Linked DNA regions of Mus musculus: regions 1, 3, 4, 5 and 6 are each linked to region 2. A link is a contact called in public Hi-C, HiChIP or PLAC-seq and promoter capture Hi-C data. All regions are on one chromosome and are shown on one strand. The core of a region is the stretch at or near the end of the contact, and the rest is flanking DNA. Distances in the headings are between cores, read along the strand shown.

Region 1 (4,386 bases), core at 1,504-4,003, 790 kb before region 2:
TCTTGAAACCTCCCTTCCCCACCCCCCGCACCCCACCCCCCCCCGCACCCCACCCCCCCAAAAAACACACCAAAAAAACCCAAAAACAAACAAAAAAACAAAAAAACAAAAAAAAAACAGGAGGAGGAGGAGGAGGAGGAGGAGGAGGAGGAGGAGGAGGTGGTGGTTCCAGCCACTGGGCTCACAGCTGATGAGATGGCTCAGTAGGTAAGAGTGCCTGTCTCCAAGGCTGACAATCCCTGCTAGATCCCTGGGATTCACTTGCTAGAGGGAGCGAATTGAGTCCAATTGAGACAAGTTGTCCTCTGAAAGCTATGTCCCCAGCTGCAAATAAAATTGTTTTTAAAAGTTGATATTCCCGTCTATGCAAATCACATACATTTACAAAATAGAGACCAAAAAGAAGTGGTTCATCTGCATATCAGTCCTCTCTTTACTAGACTAATTGTTTTCCCAAAGACTGAGAAGTCAAAAGCTCAAATTCATCCTTATCCTCCCAGCAGGAATCAAAAGGCTGCCCTTGCCCTCCGGAGAGAGTTTTGTGGTCACCCGCCACACACTTGGACAAAAGAATCCACTTTCCTCTTCCCCGAAAGCTCTTAACAAACCCAGAAAGTAAATCTTTTTATTCCTAGTTTTAGGTTCTTAGGGCCGGGATCCTCAGCTTGGAAGGAGTTTCCACTGAAGTTTGTCTTTGCTGGAGCCCTGAGGGGATGGGATGCCAGAAAGCAGTTCCTCTCCAACAGATTTATTTTAGGGCTTGGACAAAGTGGGAGTCTTCGTGGTACCCTATGAATCTGACTGATTCTTGTCTAGCATTATGCCTGTGACAAGCCCACTTGGAAGGGAAGGGGTGAGGACCAATACAGACACTTGGTACAAACACCCTGGGCTCAATTAACCCCCACTCAGGTCACAGCTGACAGCTCAGCAGTGAAGGCAGAGCCCCTGGAGCGTGCTTGTGTTTGTGGATTCCCTTTCTGCAAGCCTTAGCACTTGATGTGTGTCTGAGGGCATTCCCACATTCACCTCTGCTAGGCTTTAGCTTCACTGCCACCCACACCTGGAGAGTTTCAAAGGCAGTCTTGGTCTCACCACCACACACACATGGTTCCCATAATAGTAACACTTCCCTCTGTCATCTTCTGCTTGTCCACTTGCCTGGCTAGAATGATAGGAGCCTCTGGAAGGGCTGGCTTCTTGACATTATCCTAGGGTGCTCTCCTTTTGAAAGCATGTCCCCGTTCTGGTCCCTGATGGAGAACTTAGTGCTCAGGATGTTGGTTACAGAATTCTTTAGTATCGGTATCTGGGAGAGCTGGGAAGGGAAGAGGTGATCACTTTCCAGTTTCTCCCATGAGAGCTCTAGGACTAAAATGGCCTTTGCATTGTCACACATCCACAGAGTTGGGTGTGATAGCTACAGGAATGTTGCCCAACCCCTGACACATGTGACCTCTAGGAGCATCAAGAGCAGCAGAGGTGGTCCCTGGAGAGGCAGACAGGGAGTATCCCAAGGGTTTCTCACAGAGCAGCAACCTGTGGCTGGAGACAGTGCAGAGCCAGCAAAGGAAGGGGGACTTGTGTGCCTATGCTTGCAGGCCCAGGAAGTCTTTATAGACTCATTCAATTAAGCAGAACGTATGCCTAATGAGGTCCTGAGACATCACCCTGTGGGTTCACCTCTAGGAACTGTGTACCTTTCTGCTTGCCCATCTACCCATGGCCTACTACTGTTCACATTCAGGCAGACTCGACTTTCCAAAAGCCAATTATAAAGAACATCCAAAATCTTAAAGGAGCAGAAAGGTGGCAGGCACAGCAGCACAGCACAGGTCCTTGCTGAGTTGCATAGCCAGACTCCCATTGTAGAAGAAAAAGAAATGACTCCTGCAAGCTGTTTACACTGCACACACACTAAGGCACAGTGTCCTTCCCACACACACCCACCCACCCACCCACCCACACACAGAGACTTAAAAACAACCCTATTAAAGGAAGTGGAAAGAGAATCTTACCTCCCGTTGCCTCCCGTGTTTCTGACACCTGGACACTTCATCCCATCTCCTAAACTCTTCTGCATGTCACACGAGCCCAGTTTGTCAAAGAAGGACTGTCACAAACCTGTCTGAAACTTTCTTTTCTGATGCTTCCTAGGCTCATCTGGACTCAGACTAAGGACTGATTCTGGGCTCTGAGTAAGAGGCCCAGGCATCTCTTTTAAGTTTATTTTTATTATTTTATTTTATATACTGTGCAGCAGAAGATGACCTTGAATTTTGGATCTTCCTGCCTCTACCAGTGCAGGGATTAGAGACCTGTTGTACCACACCTGGGCTTAGAGCTTTGTGTATGCTAGGTGACTTCATGTATGATATGCTCAGTGAGCTAGTCATGGAGTTAAAGACAAGTAAAAGCAACAGAGAAAAAAGGGTATAAGGTCAGTGTTCAGAGCGAGGAAAAACAAAAACGTTAAGGGGAGTGCTTAGGTGCTCCTGGCCACAATCTCGCCCTGAGCAACTGCCTTGGGCTCAGCGTGGAAGCTCAGAGGCCAGTAGGCCACAGCGAGAGTGGCTGTGTCCCCAGGGTCAGTAGCTAAGCAAGTGCCAGCTCCCAGAAAGGCACAGCTCCGGCAGGTGCGGCTCAGCGCCTCCCTCCGGCCGTGCTAGCCGTAGGGACGGCCCTGCAATAACCACGCCCCTAATGCCACGCCCACCTGACGGCCTATAAAAGGCGCCGGCCGCAGCCCACTCAGGTTCGAGTGGGTGCTGCTTAAAGGTGGACGGCGGCCAGGGTTGCCGCGTCCAGCTCGGTGCCACGCCCCGGCCGGTGCTGCGGAAGCCTCAGCCATGCTGTTCTGGCACACGCAGCCCGAACACTACAACCAGCACAACTCTGGCAGCTACTTGCGGTAAGACGTGGCAACACCTGCCTACGATCGGGGTCCGAGCGCTGACTAACCTCAGGCCTCCAGAGAAGGGCCCTCCGGGAGGCCCCTAGGGAATGGTCGGGGAAGAGGCGCACTGATGCCCGCGGGCTGCTTCTTCGAGGTTTCCTTGCCACTCGCTGTGTCCCCAGCCGGGTTTCGTCGCCTTTCCTCTCCCTTCCCCACTCCAATAGGAGAAATAAACTTGCCTCATCTATCAGGAGCTGGAGTGTCCCGGGAAGCCAGGCCCCGCCCGCTCTTTGCTCTTCTCGGCCCTTGGGCCCACAGGTGGATAGCGGGAGCAGGTCTGCGCTGCAGCCCTGAGGGCTCGGGCTTCAGGGGGTGGCTGCCCTTGCTCGGGGTCAACTTGGTATGGCCCCTAGAAATCTCCTCTTCTGTGGGGATTTCGCTAGCGCACTTTAAGGGAAGAGGGTCCCGCGGGATTTTGCAAAGTTCTCTGAACTCCCTCTTTTAGGAAATAGAACTTCCTCACCTCCCCAAATTGCTTTGGTGACTCCGGGATTCTTTGATTTTTTTATCCCCCTCGCTATGGTGCAGCTGGCTGCAGGGCTAATAGGCAGGCATTTCTTTTTCTGAACTCGCCAGAACCAGCTTCAACCTGTCTTTATTTCCATCCTAGTCACAGTTTATTATATGTGCCGTACTTAACCCAAAGTGTGTTTGATGTGGGCTCAAGAAGACATCCCAGGGGCTGTCAGCCCTAACTACAGACCCTTAAGTGCTTCTTTGGACCCCCCCCCCAAGTCTCCTCTTTTGGATTTCTTTGTTATTTGTACTTCCTGGCTTCTGATTCATGTATGTTCAGAACTCCTCTAGGAAGACATGCCCCTTCTTAGAAAGCCGAGGGTTGGCCAGGTTTCACTGGTGTATCTTCAGTTTTTTTTTTTTTTTCTTTTAAAAAATAACTCCAAACCATTGAAAATGGTAATCAAACTAGGGACATGAGACTGCAGATCCCGGTGGTGGTGTTGAGCCCACAGTTAAAATTGCTATAGAATAAATATATGCTAACTGTATTACACTCTATAGGGTTACCTGTGGTTTCTTTTGGATTGTTGTGAGTAGCCATTAGGTATTTAATCTCATCCTATCTTAAAAATGAAGTTGAAGGTGACCTTGAGCGGAAGTATTTGAAATCTAGTTGCATAAAACATTATCCTTGTTTGAGGCGTGGTGTGGTTTATGTATCTGTGCCTGAGATGGAAGTTTTGTGAGCCAACTCAGATACTTTTAAGATTTTGACTTAGCATGAAAGGAGGAAGGCAAACGTTGAGGTTGAGAGCCTGAGAGCCACTACAAAGCAGCACTGTTTCTTTGGGTGCTTTGAGGAAGCAATGGGTAAAGACCAACCATACTCCCCACTGGAAGCTGGTGTTGTTTTTGTTTTTTACCTTCAAGTAGTTTGACTTCCTTGCGCCCTGTGTATCTGTGTTAGTGCA
Region 2 (3,829 bases), core at 1,119-3,618:
GGCTGTTCCTGAGCCGCTTCTTTGCGTAAATGATGGACCTGTTGAGAAGCTGCCTTCCGCCGACTCTGGTGCCCACACAATCGGAAGGGAGGTTGCCTAGCTCTCCCCACCGATGCTTCAGCAATCCTGGCAAGCCCATGCCGCCGGGCGACGCAAGCGGCCCCGGGAGCCTCTCTCTCTCTCTCTCTCTCTCTCTCTCTCTCTCTCTCTCTCTCTCTCTCTCTCCCTCTCTCTCTCCCTCTCCCTCTCTCTCTCTCCCTCTTTCTCTCCCTCTCTTTCTCCCTCTCTCTCTCCCTTTCCCTCTCCTCTCCTGCCCACGTATATCAACAAGCACACACATCTCCATCTCTACACTGCTAAGCCTACACTCGGATCGTGGGAAACAAAAACATTAAGCAATCACTAAGCAAGTGCCCGCAGAGCCAGGGCTGCGCGCATCTGCCGGGAGGGGGACGCGCGCCCAGAGGCGCTGGGGCCCAATTCCCGTGAGCCAGGATGAAGGGCAGGGTGCTTCCCAGTTGCTGCAGGGAAAGGGAAGCCGCAAAGGATCTGTAGTCTGGGCGCGCAGTATAGAAAAGGACTGCCACCCTGGGAAGCGCGCAAGGCCACCGCAGAACGTCTCTGCCCGGAGCCTAAATGCCCTCGGGGCGTGCGGGCTGCAGAGGCGGTGAAGGCAGCAGGGCTTCCTAGGAGAAGGAAAAAGGGAGGGATCGCGGCCGCCTCTGGCTTCCCTGTGGCCGAACCCACCTGTCTCTGCAAAGCTGATGATCTCGGAGACGCGCTCCTGGCCGTCGGCGCCCGGGCTGGCGTGGCCGTCGAGGTGCGGGATCTCCACGCGGCCGTCCTCGCGCACCTTGCCGGCGTGCAGCTTGCGCAGGGCCGTGACCATGGCGGCCTTGGGGACAGCGTGCGTGATGTTGGGCCGGCCCCGCAACTGCAGGCGGCTCAAGATGTGTCTCTTCACCGCCTCCAGGAAGTCACCGTCCACCCGGCCCAGCTCCTCCGGCCGCCGGAAGCCGCCGCCGCCGCCACCGCACGACGTACAGGTGTCCTGCGAGCCACCCGGAGCTCCGGGTGGCGGGGGCGGGGGCGGCGCAGCGGGCGACGGCGGGGGTGTGGGAGAGCCCCAGGCCTCGGGTCCCAACCAGCCGGCCACCAGGAGCAGAAGGCAGGCGGCCCCCAACGCCCGACCGGGCAGCCCGTCCATGGTGCGCCGCTGGCGACGAGGGCGCCCGCCGCGAGGCGAGGCGAAGCGAGCTCAGGGCCGGGCTCCGGGCTCTGGGCGCACCGCCCCGCCCCGCCCCCGCCCGGGCCTCCGCCCGCCCGCCTGCCGGGAGCGCCGCCGCCGGCTCGCAGGGGGAGGGGGCCGGCCGGGCCGCGGGGGTTCCCGCGCGGCCGAGAAGGGGCGCCGCGGGGACCAGAAGGGAACGCGGGCTGGCGGTGAGGGGGTGGGGGGGACCGCCGGGTCAGTGGCGCGCTGACGACTCGGGGCGCCTAGGCATCTGCAGCCTGCCCATCCTCTCCGCGTCGAGGGCCACCGCAGCCCCCTGATCGGGGTGAAGCGAAAGCGAGGAGCGGCAGCAGCGGTGCTGGCACGGTGGCTTGGCTCGGCCGGGCTGGAAAGGTGGAGGGAAGAGGCGGCAGCGGGCGCAAGTCGCTCTGGAGACTGAAGCGAAGGTGCCGGAGACCCCGGGCGCGGCGCTGCGGAGGGCGCTGCGGCTGGGGCCCCGCGACCGCACCTGAGCGCCTCGCCCTGTCGCTGCTCGCAGCGAGGACACGGCCGCCCGAGGCAGCGGCGGTGATGGGCAGGTCCTTCTCCCCTGCTCCGGGCCGGCGGGAGGAGAGAGAGCTGTGCGGGGGAGCGCCGCTGCGCGGGCCCTTCTTACAGGAGGTGCCGAGCCCTCCTGGGCGGCGGGCCCTGCAGTCCTCCCAGCGCGTCACCCGGCAAAGTTGTCTCCAGGCTCCCCCGGGCGCCGCATCCACGGGCGGGCGAGCCGCGGCGCGCTTCTCCTGGGCCTCTGCTCCTCCCTGCTTCCCTGTGCCTGGCCGCCTGAGCGGGCCGGCCGGGGCGGCGGAGGAGGGAAAGGCGGTGGCAGGGCCCTTCTCGCCGCTGTCTCTTCTGCCTGCCGCGGCAGTGGCGGCCAAAAGTCTCTCTGTGTCCCCAGAATCGAGTGCCCTGGCTCGCGCTCCCACTGGCACACGCTGCAGGGCCGGGGAGAGAGCGAGTCGGCGGTGGCGGTGGCAGCAGCGTCCCCGCGCCCAGCCGTGGCTCGGAGTGCAGAGCGCGCCCGAGGAGTTCTTCGCTTTGCCTTCTCTTCCTTTCCACTCCCTGTTCTTTTTTTCCCGAGGGGTAAAAAAGCCGCACAATCTCCGTATGTGCGCGCGCGTTGAGATAGACGTTGGCAGGAAAAAAAGGGGGGAGGGGGAGTGTCGTCCGGGCAGTGCGGGAGGAGACGGTCCGCGCCTCCCTACTCGGGCGTCCCGGGGGCGGAGGGGGAGGCGGATTCTGCAGGTCGCTGCTGCCTGATCCTCCTCCCACCCCCTCTTCCCTCCGCTCTTTCCCTTTCTGCCTTGGCGAGGAGGGGCAAGAAGGTTCTCTCCACCCTGCGCCCCCCCCCCCGCGATGCCAGGCCACTTTTGCTACCTCGAAACTTTCCCACCACGTGAGTGCTCCAGACCCTCGCCCCATGGGGCGATGGATAAATGGCACCGACACGCTCCTGGTGTAGGATCCGGGTGCTTCTGGACACCCCTTACTCAGGGCCACGAAAGCCGCCCCCCGCCCCCGTCCCAAATTGTCGCCTTTCACAACCGGGACGGGCGACCCTCTCTCGCCGCAGCTGCCCCTAGAGCCTTCAAGGGACGATCTTTCGCTATCCAATCTGCTAGGTGGGGGTGGGGAGTAAGTTCGAATGCAGCAGAGAAGAGGTGCGGCTGGATGCCACCCTCGGGCTACAGCGCCCTCTTCTAGCGTCCGAGGCCGCTGTCCCAATGGGCGATGGGTTAACCCCCTGGGCTAGAAGAGTAAGGGAAGCGGAGGCTGCTGGAGGCTTGGCCAGCTCTGCTGTAGTTGGCCCGAGGGTCTACCTGCATTGTTTGGGAACCCATCTTTGAGGACCCAAGGTCTCTGGAGGCTCAGGGCTTGCCAGACTGTTGGGGTCTCCACTGTCCCATTCGTGTCTTGTCACACTTGGCCTCAGACAAACCCAGATTCTAATGAAGGGCTCAGGTACTACCGGATTTGAATCCAGTCCAACCTCACCTTGCCCTGCCTCTTTCTCTCTCTCTCTCTCTCTCTCTCTCTCTCTCTCTCTCTCTCTCTCTCTCTCTCTCTCTCTCTCTCTCTCTCTCTCGGCTGTAAAGGGGCACTGTGATACCTGCACCACACTGGTGCTTTGGGAGGTCCAAACAGACTAAACCAACCTCGCAGAAGCGGATATAAAGATGGTTCTGGGACGCTCTTCTGGCTGCCAGTAATGGGTGGGAGTCTGACTCCCAGTACTGACTAGAGAACTGCAAATGTACCCTCTTCTTTCTGTCTCTTTTCCCGACCCTACCTGGGTCTGGGACGACAATGCCCACGGGGCACAGTTCCCAGAGACCAGAACACATTGCCTGCAAACAGCCCCCCCCCCCCCTTCCCAGGACGCTTACCCACAATAGGCTCACCTAACGACAGGCAAGACTGAGAGGTAGACGCATGGATGGTTCTCTTTGGAATCGGGACAACCCTCCCTAAAGACACCTCAGACTTGGGGAGGGGGGTCGTTCCACCAACATCCATTGCTTCCCAACTTCCCAAGACAACCCTACCCTGTGGACCTTAGCC
Region 3 (3,953 bases), core at 261-2,760, 600 kb before region 2:
ATCGCCATCTTACAGGGCTATTGGGACGTCCATGCACCGCGTTCAGGCCCTGGTGGGGGAATTGCGGGGTGAGGGCAGAGGTCTGGCTCAGGGCAGGTCTGGGGTCTCCACCCAGGCAGTGCTGCAAATGTTTATCCTGAAGCCTGTTTTCTCAGCTGCAGGAGCACAGTCACAGCTCCCTCTCAAGGGTCTGCCTAGGGTTAAATGGGATAGCATACGTGCAGGAGCTGGGCTCAACCTCGAGCTGGGGAGATGGCTCAGACAGGAAGCGCTTGCCTTATAAGCATGGGGACCTGAGTTTGATCCGGAGGACCCATGTAAGAAGTCTCATGTAGCCCAGGCTGGCCTCAAACTTGATATAAAGCCAAGGAAAACTTTGAACTTCTGACCCTCCAGCTCCTATGTGACGTGATGATTCACACGCATCATCATGCCTTGATCTGAGCTTTAATTCAACAGCCAGGGATGGAGCCCCTACCGTGGTACCCCAGTGCAGTTGTGCCCTGGATGCCATGCCAGATGACTGGTACCCACTCATCAGAAGCTGAAACCTGACACAGGTATGCCCAGTCCATAGTGTGCAGAGCACAGATGGCCAAGGATAACTAGGAATGAGACCTACTTAACCCAAACTCCAAACATTATGAAACTTTAAAAAAATGACTTCAGTTGAACTTTGCAGGTAACCACATCATGTCACCCTGTCCAAAGGCTGGACCCGGGTGGAGAAGTGACTGCTTAGCCTGTAACCTTAGCACTGAGTGGGGAAGGAGAGAGGCAGGTGGATGGCTGGGGCTTACCAGCTGCCAGCTCCAGGTTCAGTGAAAGACCCTGTCTCAAGGGCTAGGGTGGAAAGAGATGGAACGGCCCACTCAACATGACCCTCTGGCCACCACACATGTGTGTATAGGTGCTCACACACACACATCCACACACATACACTCCATACACTGACACACACAGTTGGGCATGCTCAGAGGCAGACCAAAACCAGGTGGTTCAGTACTGAGATGGGCATATCCAAGTGGAGACATTACCCCATGTTTTGCAAAGAGCATGGCTTACCTGGGGAGAAAGGAATGCAGGTTGATTTGGTAGGAAATGACCCACCTCTCCCCAAAACCCTGCTCATCGGGTGTGACGCAAAGGCCCTATGCAGCAGGAAGTGAGTCATTTGATTTCATTTAAGTTTTATAGTCAGCGTATTTAACAGCTATTTCTGTTTTCCAGTGCCTGGCAAGTCCGCAGACAAAGCTGGCACATACAGCCACGGTCGTGCTCGCGGGTGCGCAACATACACACGTTTGTTTTCTAGCTTCCAAATTTCTTAAGGATTAGGTCATTTTCTTCCCTGGCCAAACGGCTGTCTGCAGGGTGCTGGGCCCCCCCATAAATCGTGCGGCCTGTGATATAAAACACAGCCCTTATTGACAGCCACTGTGCTGGTTGAGCCTACGCTGCCAGATCGTAAAGCAGAGGCTGTGTCACCCCCACCGCGTAGAGGCAATAAAGGACACTGGGGAATTACCTCGAGCCGCAGCAGCTGGCTGTGCCACGGGTCGCCCGCGGCTCTCCTTGCACCTAGTAAAAACGTTGCACTGAGAAGCACGGAGTGGGGCAGCTCCCCCAAAGAAGCCTTGTTCCCCAATAAGGCCCAAATAAGAGTCAGAGACATCTCTTGTTCCCGGACATCGTCCCACACGGGCAGATGGACTTTTCCCAAGCCTGGCATGTGTTCAAACCCCCTTCGGCAGCCCATACTCAGGCTGCAGCCAGGCCAGTGATAACACAAGCCTCAGACGTCCTCCACGACTTGACCTGTATACCAGTTGGAACAAGGCTCCCGCTGAGCCTTGTCTTCAGTCCACATGAGCGTCCTTCTCTGTGCTAGAACAGCATTTTCTAGGCTGTCTCAGTCTCAAAGCCTCTTCTGGGCCCCTGCTTCTTCTTTCTCCCGGGACACAATTTTGACTCCTGTGTTGAGAGACAGGACAGCCAGCTCTTTTCCTCCTCAGTTCCAACCCCCTGACCTCTTGTACTCTATCTTCATCTCTAGTTCCAACAGGACATGCCCATCCTGCCCAGCACCTTCTCCGTACGCTGCCCTCCTGCTAACTCCCAGTGAGCACTTCAGTTATCTCTCACATGGTCTACTGGGATCTATGTCCTCTTATTGGGAGTCTAAAAAATCGTCACATGCTTCTCTTTCCTTTTGAAGCGCATCACCAAGGGCTGGAAATGTGGCTTTGTTGGTACAGTGCTTGTCTTACACACACAGGACTCTAGGTTCAGTCCTCAACTTGATCTAACTTAGGTATGGCACCACCCATCTGCAGTGCCAGCAGGAGGATCAGGAGTTCTGGGTTATCCTTGGCTACGCAGGATACAAAACAAGCACACAAACCCCCACCATCGAAGCCTCTCCTTCTATTGTTCTTTCTCCATCTTGGCAAACTTCTGGAGAGCTCCGTGACCAGCTGCCTTCGTTTCCCTCCTCCCAGCCGGCCTGCACACAAGCTCGCCGGGCTCCCATCCCCAGTGAGCTCATTCAGTAGGTGTGAATTACAGTTTTGAAGGCCATCTGTGCTTTCGGGAAAAGCATAGCAGGTAATAGTTTATTTCTTTCTGGTGCTGGAGATCAAACCCAGAGCCTTCCACACACCAGGCAAGCGTTCTACCACAGATCCCCCCACCCCTACCGCCCCCAACCGTTTAAGTAGGGTGGTTATGGGAGCAAAAGCCTGAGAAAGGTATGAATCGTTTGGCTGTCTGAGGGGAAAGCGTTCCAAACGATGGGAATGGCCATGCAAAGGCCCCAAGGCAGCATTGCTGGCCATTTACTTGGCATAGTAACGAGAATGTACAGATCAAATGAAGTGAGAAGGTGAGGCCAGGTGATGAAGTCCAAAGATCAGTGAGCCTTCGGACCTCGTCGGGGCGGGGACACTAAGCAGGAAACAGTGTTTGAAGGGATGCTCTGACAGGGAAGAATGGTGGTTCGAGACCAGGGTGGGGAAGGGGAACAGAGTTCTGTAAGCCAACTCCCCTGTGTGGAAGCCCCATCGCATCATTTTGGATTGAAGACTTTCATTTCCATGCACATGACAGTACCACAGGGATGCAAGCTTGTGAATCTATATGAGAGACTCAAGTACAGAGTAGAGGCTGGGAGGTGAGGGTGGTGATGCAAAGGCTGGGGGCGGGAGTGGGGGAGCTGATGCAACGGCTGGGAGGGTGATGCAAAGGCTGGGTGTGTGTGAAGGGTTCTGGAGTGGGTATGGAGACTTCCTGTGGCTGGGATTTAGGATGGGAGAGGAGGGTGTGTGTGTGTGTGTGTGTGTGTGTGTGTGTGTGTGTATAAGAGAGACAGAGACAGAGAGAGAGACAGAGAGAGGCAGAGAGAGACACAGACAGAGAGGAGGTGCTAAGATGAGTTGGTGGTGGAAGAGGAGGAAGAGGAGAGCAAGGCTTCTGTGTCCCATAAAATGAGCCTCTCTGGCTAATGTCTCCTGCCTTCCTGTGGAAGTTCCTACCTTGGGATCTGGCCTTAGCCAACTGTCCCTGCTCTCCTCTTCTCTCGGGCCTCATATTTAGAGTCTACCATCAGACACTGGGTCTTTTCAAGGCTCTGGAGACCCCTGTCTTCTTTGAGGACCCACACAGCCAAGTGATGTTCTCTGTGGTTCCAGGCATCCTACGTAGTACAATGGATGGTGTGACCCATGCCATGGCTTCCTGCCATGATGGACTGTGCCCTCAAACTAAGAGTCCACATGAACCCTTCCTCAAGCTGGTTCTTGTCAGGTGAGTTGTCACAGCACATTAATGGGCAACGAGACAGGAACCAGCACACTCCCTGACCACCTCCAGCCTGACTCTTCCTACAGAAGCCATCACTGCATCTTGCTGGGTTCACCCCAAGTAAACTCTTCAGCCTATCACCACTGTCCATT
Region 4 (3,803 bases), core at 676-3,175, 650 kb before region 2:
CCTTGCAAAGCCAGAAGCTGCTGTGAAGTGCTGGGGGTGGAAGAAAGCAACAGACTGGGTCATTTTTGGCATTTTAACATTGAGACGATAACAAGTGTCACAACGGCTAAAGCAAAACCAAATCCAGCCAGGTTTTAAAGCTGGTGATGTGGGCTGTGAGGTCTCTGGTGCAGATGCCAAGCAGGTTATAGAGTTCATGGAGTTTGTGGTCAATGTAATCCTCCATGTACATTTAGCAAATGCTGGTGCAGCCTTGGGCCATGGCAGGCAGAGGAGGCACCTACAGGGATGGCAGGCTGCAGACACAGCCTCATTGTTACACCCAAAGTGGGTGACAGGTCCAGGATCCACAAGAGTGCTAAGGAGGAGCCTGAAGATTTCCCTGAGGGAGCGATGGAGACCTGAGTGTCACCAGTGTCCTGTGCAACAACAGTAGGGGCTCAAAGAGACCATGTGGGGTTAGGGGAGGGAGGTTGGAACTGAGAAAGGTTTAGAAGTGTCTGAGAGGCTCCGTCAGCAGCAGCTAAGGGAACAGGGGTTGAATAGATAGGAGGCAGGCAGGGAGGCCACCCCGAAGCCCAGTGCTGGACATTGGTAGAAGCAAAGGGCAGGAGCTAATGGAGTGGGCAGAGAGGCTTGGCTAGAGAGGGCGAGAGGGACCTGGGCAGGATGGAAAAGCAGCCCCGAATGCCAGCAATTGGGAGACGTTCTCTTGGCTCCTTGATCCTTATTTAAAAAAAAAAAAAAAAAAAGAAAAGAAAAAAAAAAGAGGGATGGTTCAGAGGCAGCTCCATTGATAAAGTGCTTGCCATGCAAGCAGGAGAAAGAGAATTTGGTCCTCAGAACCCACGTAAGATAGCTGAGTGTGGTGGTACACACTTGAATCCCAGTGCTGGAGAGAGAAGGACAGGCAGAGAAAGGCAGACCCTGGGCCTTACAAGCCAGCTAGTCTAGCATGACCAGAGAATCTCTATCAGTGAAAGATCCCATCTGTTAAAAGAAAAAGAACCTTTATGAGAGAGAATAGGAACGTGGTACATGGGAGGGGCTGAAGAGAGAAAAGGGAGGCAGAGAAATAGTGGAATTACAATCTTGAAAACATTTAAAAAGGATTTTTATTAAAAGGGTTGCAAAAGGCTGAGGAGATTGCTCAGTGGTTAAGAGTACTTCTACACACGAGGACCAGAGTTCAAATCTCCAGCACCCGTGTAAAAGCTGCCCATGTTCGTACATGTGCCTGCCTGTAAGCCTAGCATTACAAGAAGGTGGACACAGGAGGATCTATGGCACTTGCTGGCTGCATCCTGAGCTCCAGAGTTAGTGAGAGACCTTGTTGCAAGTGGATGAAGTGGAGAATAACAGACAAGAACACCTGACATTCTACTGTGATTCACATATACACATTCACATACCACATACACACGTGCTCATACCAAATACACACATTCACATACCAAATATACATGTGCACATAGCACATACACACGTGCACATACCAAATACACACATGTACTTATAACACATACACACATGCTCATACCAAATACACACATGCACTCATAACACATACATATGTGCACATACCAAATACACACATGCACTCATCACACACACACAGAGTATCAAAAATCCAAGGTGCCTGTGGATGAGGAACAACTTCAGAGGTTGACCTCTGGCTTCCACATGCCCTTGGGCATCACACACACACACACACACACACACACACACACACACACACAATTAAAAGTAATTTTTAAAGGAAAGTAGGGAAAGCAAGAGCTAGCACCTCTCAGCTTCACAATCAGCCACTATCTTTTCCTGTTAGTGTGAAGAGGGAAGATTTAGCCTCCGCCTAGGCAGCAGGGAAGGAAGGCACCAGAAGCGCTTCCATCAGCTCATTTGCATTTCAAACAGCCCCGTTTGTTTTATCTCCTAATTAGCATACTCACCCTCAGCTGCAGAGAGTCCATTAGAGGGAACTCTGCTCCAGGCCTGGGCTCCTCCTTTAAATATTTTTAAAGTGTGTGATTAATACACTTGCCCAGGCACTGCCTGCACTGTGCTGAGGGTCAGGGGGCAGGAAAAGAAGGGAAAATGGCTGCTCTCAGGCTGACTGGCTGATTAATCACTGACTCCCTCCAATAAATCACGGCAGATGGCAGGAGCTGGCTGCCCGCCCTGAGGGGCTGCTGGCTGGCTGGGGCTGGAGCAGGGTCGGGGGAGATCTGAACACCTGGGTGATGTTCTCTGGCCTTCCTCAGTGCCACGGGCCTTGGGTCCCTCCCACTCTGTCCTCAAAGTCCCCAAGTTCAAGAGAAAAGGGCAATTGGGAAGACAGAGGAATGTCCCATCACACTCCATGAGCTCCCTGGATAGCTGCGGATGAAGCCCACCACAGAATGGTAGTTACTTAAACTTTGTTGTGTTAGATGTGAGTGTGTGTGAACATGTGTGAACGTGTGTGTGTGTGTGAGTGTGCAGGACTGTGTGTGATTGTGTATGAGTGTGTGACTGTGTATATGTGTGAGTGTGTGTGTGTGTGAGCATGTGCATGAGTGTGTATATGTGGGTGAGTGAGTGTGTATTCATGTGTGTGATCGTGGGTGTCTGTGCTCTGGTGCACCACCTTGTCCTCCCCCTGGTTTGAGGTTGGGTCATTCTTCTAGTTCCCACCCTGCAAGCTTCTGGGGCTCCTCCTGTTTCCACCAACAGTCTGAGTATTGGAGTACTGGGGTGTAGATGCGTGAGAGTGTTATTTATTGTCTGTTTGTTCAAACATGGGTTCTGGGGACTCGAACTCAGGTCCCCATGTCAGCCAAACAAAGAGATGTTTAAGAGGAGTTTTAAGTGGCATGCTTATGGGTTGTGTGCACAGGCCAGGGGATGATTTGCAGAGGTCTGTGGGTCCCAGCCCATGCGTCCTCTGGAAGAGCCCTGCATGCTCTAATCTGCTGAGCCAACTCTCCAGCCCCTCCCCGTTTAAACTCAATGACACAGTTCTTGAGAACTTTGTGGATGATGACATCTGTCATAATGTCAAACAGTTGCACACACTGAGAGATCCCTTCTTTCTCTGGGAATTATCAGAACTCAATAACAAGATCAATTTTAGAAACTGCCAACTTCAGGGTGCGGCGTCTGGCACACTGCGAGATTTGCATAGATTTTTGTATGAATTTTGTATTGAATCCCTGCGCCCCCCCCCCTTCTCTTTTCCCAGGTGGGAGTATGAAGCTTGGCAGGGTAGGTGCAGGCAGAGGGTAGACATGTCCCTAAGGGCAGTCCCACCCAAAGCCTGCTCTTTGCCTGACCTCTCAAGGGGAGTCCCATTCCACAAAGGCTCAGAAATGGAGGTCCCAGAGCTGGGGAGATGGCTCAGTGGGGAAGGCACGTGCTGTGTGGGGACCTGAGCTTGGATCTTTAGAATAGTACACAGTGTCTGTTCCTAGGGCAAGATGGGAGGTGGAGCCAGGAGAATCCTTAGATGCTTGAAAGCCTCCTAGCCTGGCCTACACAGCAGTAAACAAAAGAGAGACCCTGTCTCAAACAAGATGATAGGCAAGAACTCACACCCAAAGCTGTCCTCTGACATGTACCATGGTAGGTTTATGTGTGTGTGTATACACAGACACACAGACACACACAGACAGACAGGCACACACATGTGCACACATGCACATACCCCCTTCACATGCACACATGCATACCACACACACACACACACACACACACACACACACACACACACACACGAAAGTATAAGAAGGTTCAAAGTCCTCACACAGCTATCCCCTGCCCAGGCC
Region 5 (3,925 bases), core at 5-2,504, 660 kb before region 2:
AGGTTTGTCCCTTCCCTCAAACCTGTCCACGAGCAGTTGATCCACCTGGTTTAGGGTCCCTGGCCAAACTCTTCCTTTTCCGACAAGATGCATATGTGTGTATGTTCCCACGGAGCCCAGGCTAACCTTGAACTTGCTGTGTACTTGATGATGACCTTGAAACCCTCCTGCCCCCACCTGCTGTGTACTAGGACTGCAGGTGTGCAGCATCACACTTGGTTTAAACAATGCTGGGATTGAACCTAGGGCCACATACATGCTAGGCAGCACTCTACCACGGGAACTCTATACTCAGATCACAGGGTTTTTGTTTTCTAAAATGTAATATTTTGTTATTGAGGGTTTCATACATGCATACAATTTATTTTGATCATATTCATCCTTCTTCAGCTAACTCCTCCCAGATCCACCCCCTCATCCCCTCCAGCTTTGAGCCATCACTCCTCCTCCTCCTCCTCCTCCTCCTCCTCCTCCTCCTCCTCCTCCTCTTCTTCCTCTTCCTCCTTGAATTTGTGCTCCCCGTGGACTAATTCACTGGAGCATGGTCAACATTCCAGGGGCCACACCTTTAAAGCAAACTGTCTTTATCTTCTCAAAGCCATCAACTGTCAATTGCTCCTCAGCTAAGGCCTGGGGCTCCCGAGCCCCTCCCTGTCCATGATGGAATGCTGACTGGCTTGGTCTTAGGTAGGTCTTACACAGGTAGCCACAGCTGCTGGGAGTTCTTAAGTGTAGTGGTCCTGTCGTGTCCAGAAGACACTACTTCACCCCATTCCTACTGGAATGGCTCTATGTAATAATCTTTCTGTCCCTTCTTTAGTGATGGTCCCTGAAACTTGGGGGATAGAGCTGTGACAGAGAAGTCCTGTTTGTGGTAGAGCACTCCGCTAACACTTAGTCTCTGCACTTTAACCAGTGTGGGTGCCTGTTAACTATCATCTACTATACAAGGAAGTGTCTCTGTTGAGTCTGAGAGCTGTACTCAGACTGTGGCAAGAGTTCACAGGGCTCACTACTGAGTTGTCTCTTGGCTGTTTGTCTTTAAGTCAACTGTATGGTTTTTGCATGTGATGTTGTCATTGTTACCAATGTCCTTTTGCCATGATGTCAGATTGGAGACAGCAGCTATTATTACTTTACTGTAAAGTCACAGGTCTGAGGATTATTAGGACATGGAGAAGTGGCCGTGGCTCTGCTGACTCTAAGCATCAACTTTAGGAGAGGAACAAAAGGCCCCAGGCAATCGAGCTGACCACAGTGATTCACAGAGTCCTTGGAGCAAGGCTTGCTGGGTCTCCTCTCAGACTAGGAGATGATGTAATAGAGAAGTGTGGCAGGTGACAGCCAAAAGAACCAAGGACTGAAGCAGGAGAATGACTGCCAACATACAGCCAGTGAATCCTCTTGCCTTCTGGGCTCACCGAGACTTCTCTCCTCGCCCTGTTTTATAGTGTGGATGTCAGTCTCCCTGGGCTGAGAATCCCTTTCTCCCTTTGTCTTCTCCCCAGAGAGCGCTTACCCGAACATCTACTCAACATCAAGATTCTCCAGGAGCTTTCCAGAAAGACTCCCAGCCAGCCCCTGTAATGGGAATAGGAACTTTCAGAAGTGTCCACAGCTGCTCATGAGCCAGGGGTTCTGGGAGACGTTGCATGAGGTCCCAGTGTTCTCTAGTTCCTGGTGGGAGGGTGGCAACAGGAAGTTGGTCCTGAAGGTCACTGAACTGGTTTCTGTGACAGGAACCTGACAAAGGCAACTTAAAGGATAAAAGGTTTCTTCTGGCTCCCAGTACACAGATGCAGTCGGCCATGGAAAGGAAGTGGCTGGTCACACTGCAGCCAGCGTCGGGAAGCAGAAGGAGATGATGCTAAGCTGACTTCCTCCTGTACACCTGACCAGGCGCATCAGTCCACCTGACAGTACCACTGACATGCAGAGTATTCTCCTGCCTCTTACCTGGTCTGGATATTCTCTGTGGAATGCCCACAAGTTTGTCTGTATGGTGGTTTAGTTTAGTTGGCACAACCTAGAGTCCCCCTGGGAAGAACATATCAGCGAGAGATTGTGTAGATCTGGTTGGCCTGTGGGAGCGTTGGGGAGGGGGGCGTGTCTCTTGATTTTCTTAATTGATGTGAAATTCAGTCCATATTTGTATGAGAATGTCATAATGCAATCTATTATAAATCTGTATAATTTTCAGGGAATTTAGAAATATTGGATAGAGCGCCAGAGAGATGTCTCAGCCTGTAAAAGTGATTTGGGAGAGCAAGCTACACAAGCTGTCCTCTGATCTGTCTGTACACATGTGCATACCCACCTACTACCACGGCATACAACCCCCACCCTCCTCACACACACATCATGTACACAATAGTAATTAATAATACTGACAACATTAAAATCTCATTGGATGGATCTGAAGGCTGAGGGCTACAGGTTTGCACCACCCAGCCCCAAGCTGACTCCCTCGGGAGTCCATCACCCCACCCCCAGACCTCATTAATACTACAGCTGCTTCCCCTGTTTCCAGGTGGTGAACACATGGAAGCCATCTGCCCCACGAGGCACCCTCCCTTTCCCAGTGATGATCTGGAACCACAGAGATGAGCAGGAAACATCTGCTCCTAAGGTCTCATTTTGTGATCAACCCTACTCCTAGGTCAGACAGGACAAACCCTGATGATGCCTCTGTGCCCACCAACGGCATATTGTTACTTTGTTACAAGAGTAACAAAGTCGAGAGTATCAAACCGTCAGGCTGCTGCAGAGATCCAAGTGAACAGTTACCCTGGGAGACTCACCTCTCAAAACTGAAATCTCCTTGCACCTACCTCATTTCTGGCCATCTACTGCCACCTGCTGGCAAGACAAGTTCTATGTGTAAGAGGACAAAAGGAAAGCTGTAGGAATTTCCACAGTTGCTTCTCCTACACAGTACCAAGAGCATCTGTTAAGACAACACACATGGTGGTGTTACGGTTGATGTGGATTTCTTATGCATCTCTCTATGAGTGTATGATGTGTGTGTGTGTATGTGTGTCTGTGTTCCACGTTTGCTTGTGTACGTGTGTTTGCAGGTACTTGTCAGCCTGTGTCAGTAGCAAGCAGAGGTTGAGGTTAGATATCTTCCTTGATGGTTCTTCACTTTACATATGAGGCAGGGTCCTTCACGGTCCCAGAGTTTGCCAATTCAGCACATCGAACTCTCCAGCTTGCTCTGGGGATCTTGTCTTCGTCTTCTGAGCTGTGGGATAGATAGGTGGGCTGCCACATCAGACAATGAGATTGCATGTGCATGTCACCACATCTGACTTTTTAAAAAGTAAAGCCTTTAAAACACTTTAAAAGTTATATCTATTTAATTGTGTGTGTGTGTGTGTGTGTGTGTGTGTGTGTGTAGTTTCATGACCTTATGTGTATACCACATACATACATGTTTCTGTGGAAGCCAGAGAGGGCACTAGATCTCCTGGAACTGGAGTTGTGAGCTGCCTGATACCCCTATGCTGGGAACTGAACTGGGTTATTTGCAAGAGCAGCCAGCTTTTAATCACTGCTCTCAAGACCCCCAAACCCAGCTTTTCATGCAGTTGCCGGGGACTGAACCCCGCTCCTCCTGCTTTCAGAGTTTATCAGTAACTTTCCTAGTGCTGTGAAGAAACACCACGACCACACCCACTTATAAAGGATGGGATCGACTCACGGTTCCAGAAGGAGAGGGTCCATCGTGATGAGAAGCACTGAAGCAAGCAGCAGGATGGCGGCTGGAGCACAGAGCTGAGAGATCACATCTTCAACTGCAAACACAAAGTAGACAGCAGGCTGTAAGCCCGCCTCCAGTGACCGGCCTCTTAAAGGTTCTGCAACTTTCCCAAATGGCACCACCAGCTGACGCCCAAGTATTCTAACACATAAAGCTATGGGA
Region 6 (4,329 bases), core at 247-2,746, 580 kb after region 2:
CATAGATCACAAAGATCTGTCCCAGCATCACATGAAACCAGTTGTGATGGAAAGTATCTGCAGTCCCAGCACTTGGCATGTGGATCGGAGGACCAAACACTCAAGGGCACCCCCAGCTATATCAGAGGGAATTAAAGGCAAGTCTGGGCTAGAGACGCTCTCCAAAAATAATAAGGTCTAGAAGGAATTGGAGAGGGTACTGGGATTCAAAGCTGGCTGGGGGCTTGTTGATAGTTTTAGATTTGCACATGCTGTAAAGAGGCAAAGTATCCTGAAGGATATGCCGAAAGAAAGGGGAAGGAGGGAGACTTCTTTCCCTTCGGCATTTGACGAAATTTTCATTTTCTGAAGATTTGTGTCTAACCTTGAAACCTGCCTCCGTGAGATGCTAAGTGTGTCTACAAGAGGGCCAGGAAATTGGCTCAGTCTGTAAAGTGCTTGCCGTGCCAGTGTGAGGACCTTATAAAAAGCCAGGCATAGCAGTGTGTGAGCACTAGCTATCCTGGCACTGGGGAGGCAGAGAGAGGAGGACCCCTAGGGCTCAGTGGCCAGAGGTGTAGCCAAGTAATGAGCTTCAAGTTCACTGAGAGACCTTGCCTCAAAAGGTAAGGGAGGAGTGACGGAGGAAGAACGTTCACTGCCGATCCTTAATCTCTACACACACCTCCACACAGGCGTGCACACAGGAAGTATTGATATAACTTACCCCAAAGCCAAGCACAGCCTCTCCCCTCCTCAGGATGACCTTTAAAACACCATTGGAAGGACATATTGAATATCTAGGGTTCTGATGGTTGGGACTTTGGTTTAATGTCCCACTTTCTGCTACTGTGTGACTGGGGCACTGAATTAGAACTAAAGAGGCCATTGACATAAAAGAATGGTCCCTCTCTTTCCCAGGGAGGGTGACGTTGAAACTTGGAGAATGTACAGAACGGTATTTTCCCATAGCATAGCGGCCACCACAGTCTCCACCATCTCCTCTCACACAGAGCAGTGCTGTTTGTTGGGCTGTCGGCGGAAGCCTTGGGTTTGATCTCTAGCTCTGCATGCGCTGGGTGTGGTGACTCTAATGCTAGAAAAATCACTGGAAGCTAAGGAACAAGAGTGTTCTGTAGGACCAAGTTGAGGTAGACTTAATTCTGTTTGTATAAAAGTCAGCCTGGGAAATGGTGTAGGAGACCACATCTGTAATCCCAGGGTTAGGAAAATTGAGGCAGGAGGTCTGAGAGTTCAAAGTAAGCCTGGCTTATATAGTGAGACCATGTCTCAATCGAGGATAAGAAAAGAAAAGAAAAGAAAAGAAAAGAAAAGAAAAGAAAAGAAAAGGTGTTGCCTACCTTGTCACTGCTGAAGGCACGTGACTTAAGTCCTCCAGAGAAAGTACTTTCTGGATTGGAAGGGAAGGAGGGAGGTTGCAGCTGCCTCTATGCGGGTGTCTAGGGTCCCTCCTCCTCTCTCCTCCCTTCCAGCTCTGTGCCGCCCCCCAACCCCTCCCTGCTATTCCCTGCAGGGTGGAGTCGCGAGCTGTCGTCCAGTCTTTATCAATAGGCACTGCAGGTTAGTTAACAGTCTTGCCACCTCCTTCAGGGAGCAGCAGTCCCTAGCCTGGCTGTGGGTCTGGTCGGATTGGGTAGGTCCAGCCATGGCTTCTCTGGGCTTGGGGGTCGCCCAGGGTCCTGGACGACATGCAGGACGCTGAGCTGGACACAGAGACGGACACCCAGCTCCTGAAGAGGCCAGAGCACAAAGGGGATCAACAGTGGGCGGAGCATGCTCAGCACCATGAGCCCCCGGCTGTCACTGCTTCTGCTGTGGCTGCTGCTGCTCATCAATGCAGCGCACCCTGTGAGTACCCCGCCCCGTCCCCGCGCCCCCGGATGTGGACCCCACGGACCAGTCCACGGTCCTCTATCCGGCCCTAGGAGTTACGGGGAGCAGCCGATCTCTCTTCCCTTAACATACTATCGTCCACTCTGACGGAGCCCTCTTCTCTCCAAAGGCAAAAACTTCAAGGGCTCTGTGTGAGGCTCACTCCCCTCACCTTCGCTCATCCCTTCCCGCCGCTAAACTCACTTCTTTCCAGAAGACAATTCTGTAGCCGCCCCGGCAACGATGCGTGCTAGACATTTGCACTCTAGGGTTTTGTCAAAACACCCTCGTTCCCTTTTGAGACCCGTGGTCTCAGGCACCGGCCAAGGCTCAGAAAGGGGGCGGGAAAGGCTTACTGTCAGAATAAAGCCAGAACCACATTGTTCAGGCTAGTAGCGGTTTTTTGTTTTTTCACGTGCTCCGTTGTGCAGATGGGAAATTTTAGTTTTTCCATCTGTGTGGGATCATTTCAGCCCTCTGTGACCTGGAGGGACTGACTTTCTAAAGTCTGCCCGTCTTGGGAGCAGTAGGTCGCAACAAACTCGGGTAGGAGAGGAAGAAGGTTGGAGGAAGGGGAGAGAGAGGCCAGGCGGGTAGTGGTTTGTGTTGCTTTCCCATAGAAACTTCTGGGAACTTTCCCCTGGGATATCTGAGTGAGAGACAGGCTGCACTGAGGCTGGCAGGATGGGAAGAACTGGGAAGAAGGTCAAAGCTGCCGGGTTGGACTCCAGGGTTACCACAGGGAATGGATCCTGGAGCTGCCATCTGGGTCAAAAACATTGTTTCCCGTTTCCTGGGACATTTTTGTTCTGTGCCAGGGAGGCAGGAGCAGGTTCAGCTTACATTTGTGTCTCAAAGGTGATGATCTCGGGAATAAACGGATGGGGAAACTGAGGCTTTGCTTGGTTCAAGTCTTCACTGCACCTGAGACGGCTGCTTGTGTATGTCTGTTCAAGTCCCTCATTTTACAGCCGATCAAAGCCCTCAGTGGGAGACCTGCTTTTGATCAGCATGTTAGGAGCCAGGCTGGGACTAGTGCCCAGATCTTTAGACTCCTCACTTTGGAAGGAGGGGGTGGGGTCTGGCCTGCCTGAGGTTTGTTCTGTTCCTTGTACACCTTGTATTTGCATGTCACTAACACACACATGGGCAGTGTGGACATCCCTAGGAGAAAGGCTTCACGTGGGCCTCTGGTTATTGTGTGGGCTTATCCAGACCTGTGATTCTATCTCTTGAGGATTGTGGTAGAAAACGCCTTTAATAAATGAGGGTGGAAGGGCCTACTTTGTTGGACTATTTCCCAGCTTCTGCAACTTTTCCTTTCGCTCCTTTGACTCTGAGTGCTTGGCTGTTGGATTTTGAGATTCGAGGATAATAAAGACAATTTCTTCCTTCCTTTTGGCATTCCCTCAGAGGGACATCATAGGTGTCTTCCAAAGAGACCACTAAAACTGACGTGTGTGGTCCTAGCCCCCGTCTTCGCCTCTTCCTACAGGGGAGGTTTCAGAAAGTTCTTTTGCAAGTGGAAACCGAAAACAGTGACTGCTGAAGGGGTTTACCATAAGAAACTGAGTGCATCACCTCTGCTGGTTTGCTCCATACAGCTAATTTGTGTGTGCAGGAGCCTGGATATGCATGTGGAGGCTGGAGAGCCTCTTCTGGCTTTTATTCCTCATGTGCTAGCCACCCTGGTTTCTTGACGCCAGGCCTCTCCCTGCCCTGGGACTCACCAAGTACAACAGACAGACTGGTCAGTAAGAGCTGGGGAGTCTCCTGTCTCCACTTCCCTAGCTCTGGCTAGTATGGCTTATGGTTTTAATGTCAACTTGCCACAAACTAGAATTACCAGGCATGCACATGGTACACAGACATACATGCAGGCAAAATACCCATGAATATAAAAATCTTTTAAAGCACATTATGTCTCTATGCTAGCTCTATTGTTTCTTATTATAATATTAATAATATATTTTGATCATATTCACTCCCCATGTCTTCCCTTAACTCTTCCTGGATTCATCCCAGCCCCTCCCAAGCTTACCACCCTCCTCTCTCTCTCTCCAGTAACCCACTGAGTGGAATTTGTGCTGCCCATATAATTGTGGTATGGGCCAATCCTCTCTAAAATGGGGACCTACCAGGATCCACATCCCTGAAGAAAACTGATTCCCCCCGCCCCCATCTCCATTTCAGTGATTAACTGCCTGTAGTTCCTCAACTAGAAGTGGAGGGTCTCATACGTCCCTCTCTCATACCTCTTGCTATGTTCACTGCCTCGATTTGTTTAGGTAACCAGGGCTACAGTGACTTCATGTGTGTGTCTGCCCCGGCATGTCAGGAAAACACTGCCTTATGCCTTATGGCAGTACTCTGTAACTTCCGGCTCTTGTAATCTTTCTGACGCATGATTCAAACAGGGTTTCTTAACTTTGACACAGTTTTGTTTTTTGTTTTTTA

The links. Promoter capture Hi-C pulls out the DNA fragments that hold promoters and counts their contacts. Hi-C and Micro-C count contacts between places; a contact is called where the count stands out from the background. HiChIP or PLAC-seq counts read pairs in DNA pulled down with a chosen protein or histone mark.
Region 1: a contact with region 2 is called in a promoter capture Hi-C map of liver, with 4 times the contacts expected there. The contact joins the promoter of Tfcp2l1 here to the promoter of Inhbb in region 2. A contact is called at or near these places in 4 of 39 promoter capture datasets (hippocampal neurons, liver and stem cell-derived epiblast-like cells), 1 of 484 Hi-C or Micro-C datasets (embryonic stem cells) and 3 of 115 datasets of contacts at active chromatin or transcription factors (astrocytes, craniofacial prominence and embryonic forebrain).
Region 3: a contact with region 2 is called in a Hi-C map of uterus, with 4 times the contacts expected there. The contact joins the enhancer-like site here to the promoter of Inhbb in region 2. A contact is called at or near these places in 1 of 39 promoter capture datasets (stem cell-derived epiblast-like cells), 1 of 484 Hi-C or Micro-C datasets (uterus) and 2 of 115 datasets of contacts at active chromatin or transcription factors (astrocytes and embryonic forebrain).
Region 4: an H3K4me3 HiChIP or PLAC-seq map of embryonic forebrain shows a contact between it and region 2, with 5 times the contacts expected there. The contact joins the enhancer-like site here to the promoter of Inhbb in region 2. A contact is called at or near these places in 6 of 39 promoter capture datasets (the 3T3-L1 cell line, embryonic stem cells, hippocampal neurons and 3 more), 23 of 484 Hi-C or Micro-C datasets (the AML12 cell line, cardiomyocytes, cerebellum and 10 more), 10 of 115 datasets of contacts at active chromatin or transcription factors (astrocytes, craniofacial prominence, embryonic basal ganglia and 6 more) and 1 of 9 other capture datasets (embryonic stem cells).
Region 5: a Hi-C map of uterus shows a contact between it and region 2. The contact joins the enhancer-like site here to the promoter of Inhbb in region 2. A contact is called at or near these places in 2 of 39 promoter capture datasets (hippocampal neurons and liver), 8 of 484 Hi-C or Micro-C datasets (cerebral cortex, embryonic fibroblasts, muscle stem cells and 2 more), 6 of 115 datasets of contacts at active chromatin or transcription factors (astrocytes, embryonic forebrain, embryonic hindbrain and 3 more) and 1 of 9 other capture datasets (embryonic stem cells).
Region 6: a contact with region 2 is called in an H3K27ac HiChIP or PLAC-seq map of embryonic stem cells, with 9 read pairs. The contact joins the promoter of Sctr here to the promoter of Inhbb in region 2. A contact is called at or near these places in 1 of 39 promoter capture datasets (the HPC-7 cell line) and 2 of 115 datasets of contacts at active chromatin or transcription factors (embryonic midbrain and embryonic stem cells).

What each region holds. Positions count from the first base shown.
Region 1 is chr1:118,625,192-118,629,577 of GRCm38.p6, forward strand. Tfcp2l1 (transcription factor CP2-like 1) reads left to right here and starts at 2,754. Exons shown (of 15, transcript NM_023755.2): 1 at 2,754-2,911. The coding sequence starts at 2,850.
Region 2 is chr1:119,419,880-119,423,708 of GRCm38.p6, forward strand. It overlaps Inhbb (inhibin beta-B), which reads right to left and starts at 2,369. Exons shown (of 2, transcript NM_008381.4): 1 at 748-2,369. The coding sequence starts at 1,207.
Region 3 is chr1:118,824,266-118,828,218 of GRCm38.p6, forward strand. No RefSeq gene overlaps it. Among named protein-coding and RNA genes, the nearest start is that of Mir6346, 130 kb to the right of the region's middle. Within about 2 kb of position 1,511, at least 81 of the 459 cell types and tissues checked have an H3K27ac peak or open chromatin away from gene starts, as enhancers often do. A contact at or near this core is called in embryonic forebrain and uterus, where this site is marked.
Region 4 is chr1:118,774,771-118,778,573 of GRCm38.p6, forward strand. No RefSeq gene overlaps it. Among named protein-coding and RNA genes, the nearest start is that of Tfcp2l1, 150 kb to the left of the region's middle. Within about 2 kb of position 1,926, at least 50 of the 459 cell types and tissues checked have an H3K27ac peak or open chromatin away from gene starts, as enhancers often do. A contact at or near this core is called in cerebellum, embryonic forebrain and trophoblast stem cells, where this site is marked.
Region 5 is chr1:118,756,912-118,760,836 of GRCm38.p6, forward strand. No RefSeq gene overlaps it. Among named protein-coding and RNA genes, the nearest start is that of Tfcp2l1, 130 kb to the left of the region's middle. Within about 2 kb of position 1,255, at least 24 of the 459 cell types and tissues checked have an H3K27ac peak or open chromatin away from gene starts, as enhancers often do. A contact at or near this core is called in uterus, where this site is marked.
Region 6 is chr1:120,005,484-120,009,812 of GRCm38.p6, forward strand. Sctr (secretin receptor) reads left to right here and starts at 1,497. Exons shown (of 14, transcript NM_001012322.2): 1 at 1,497-1,848. The coding sequence starts at 1,774. It also overlaps a transcript of Cfap221 not described here.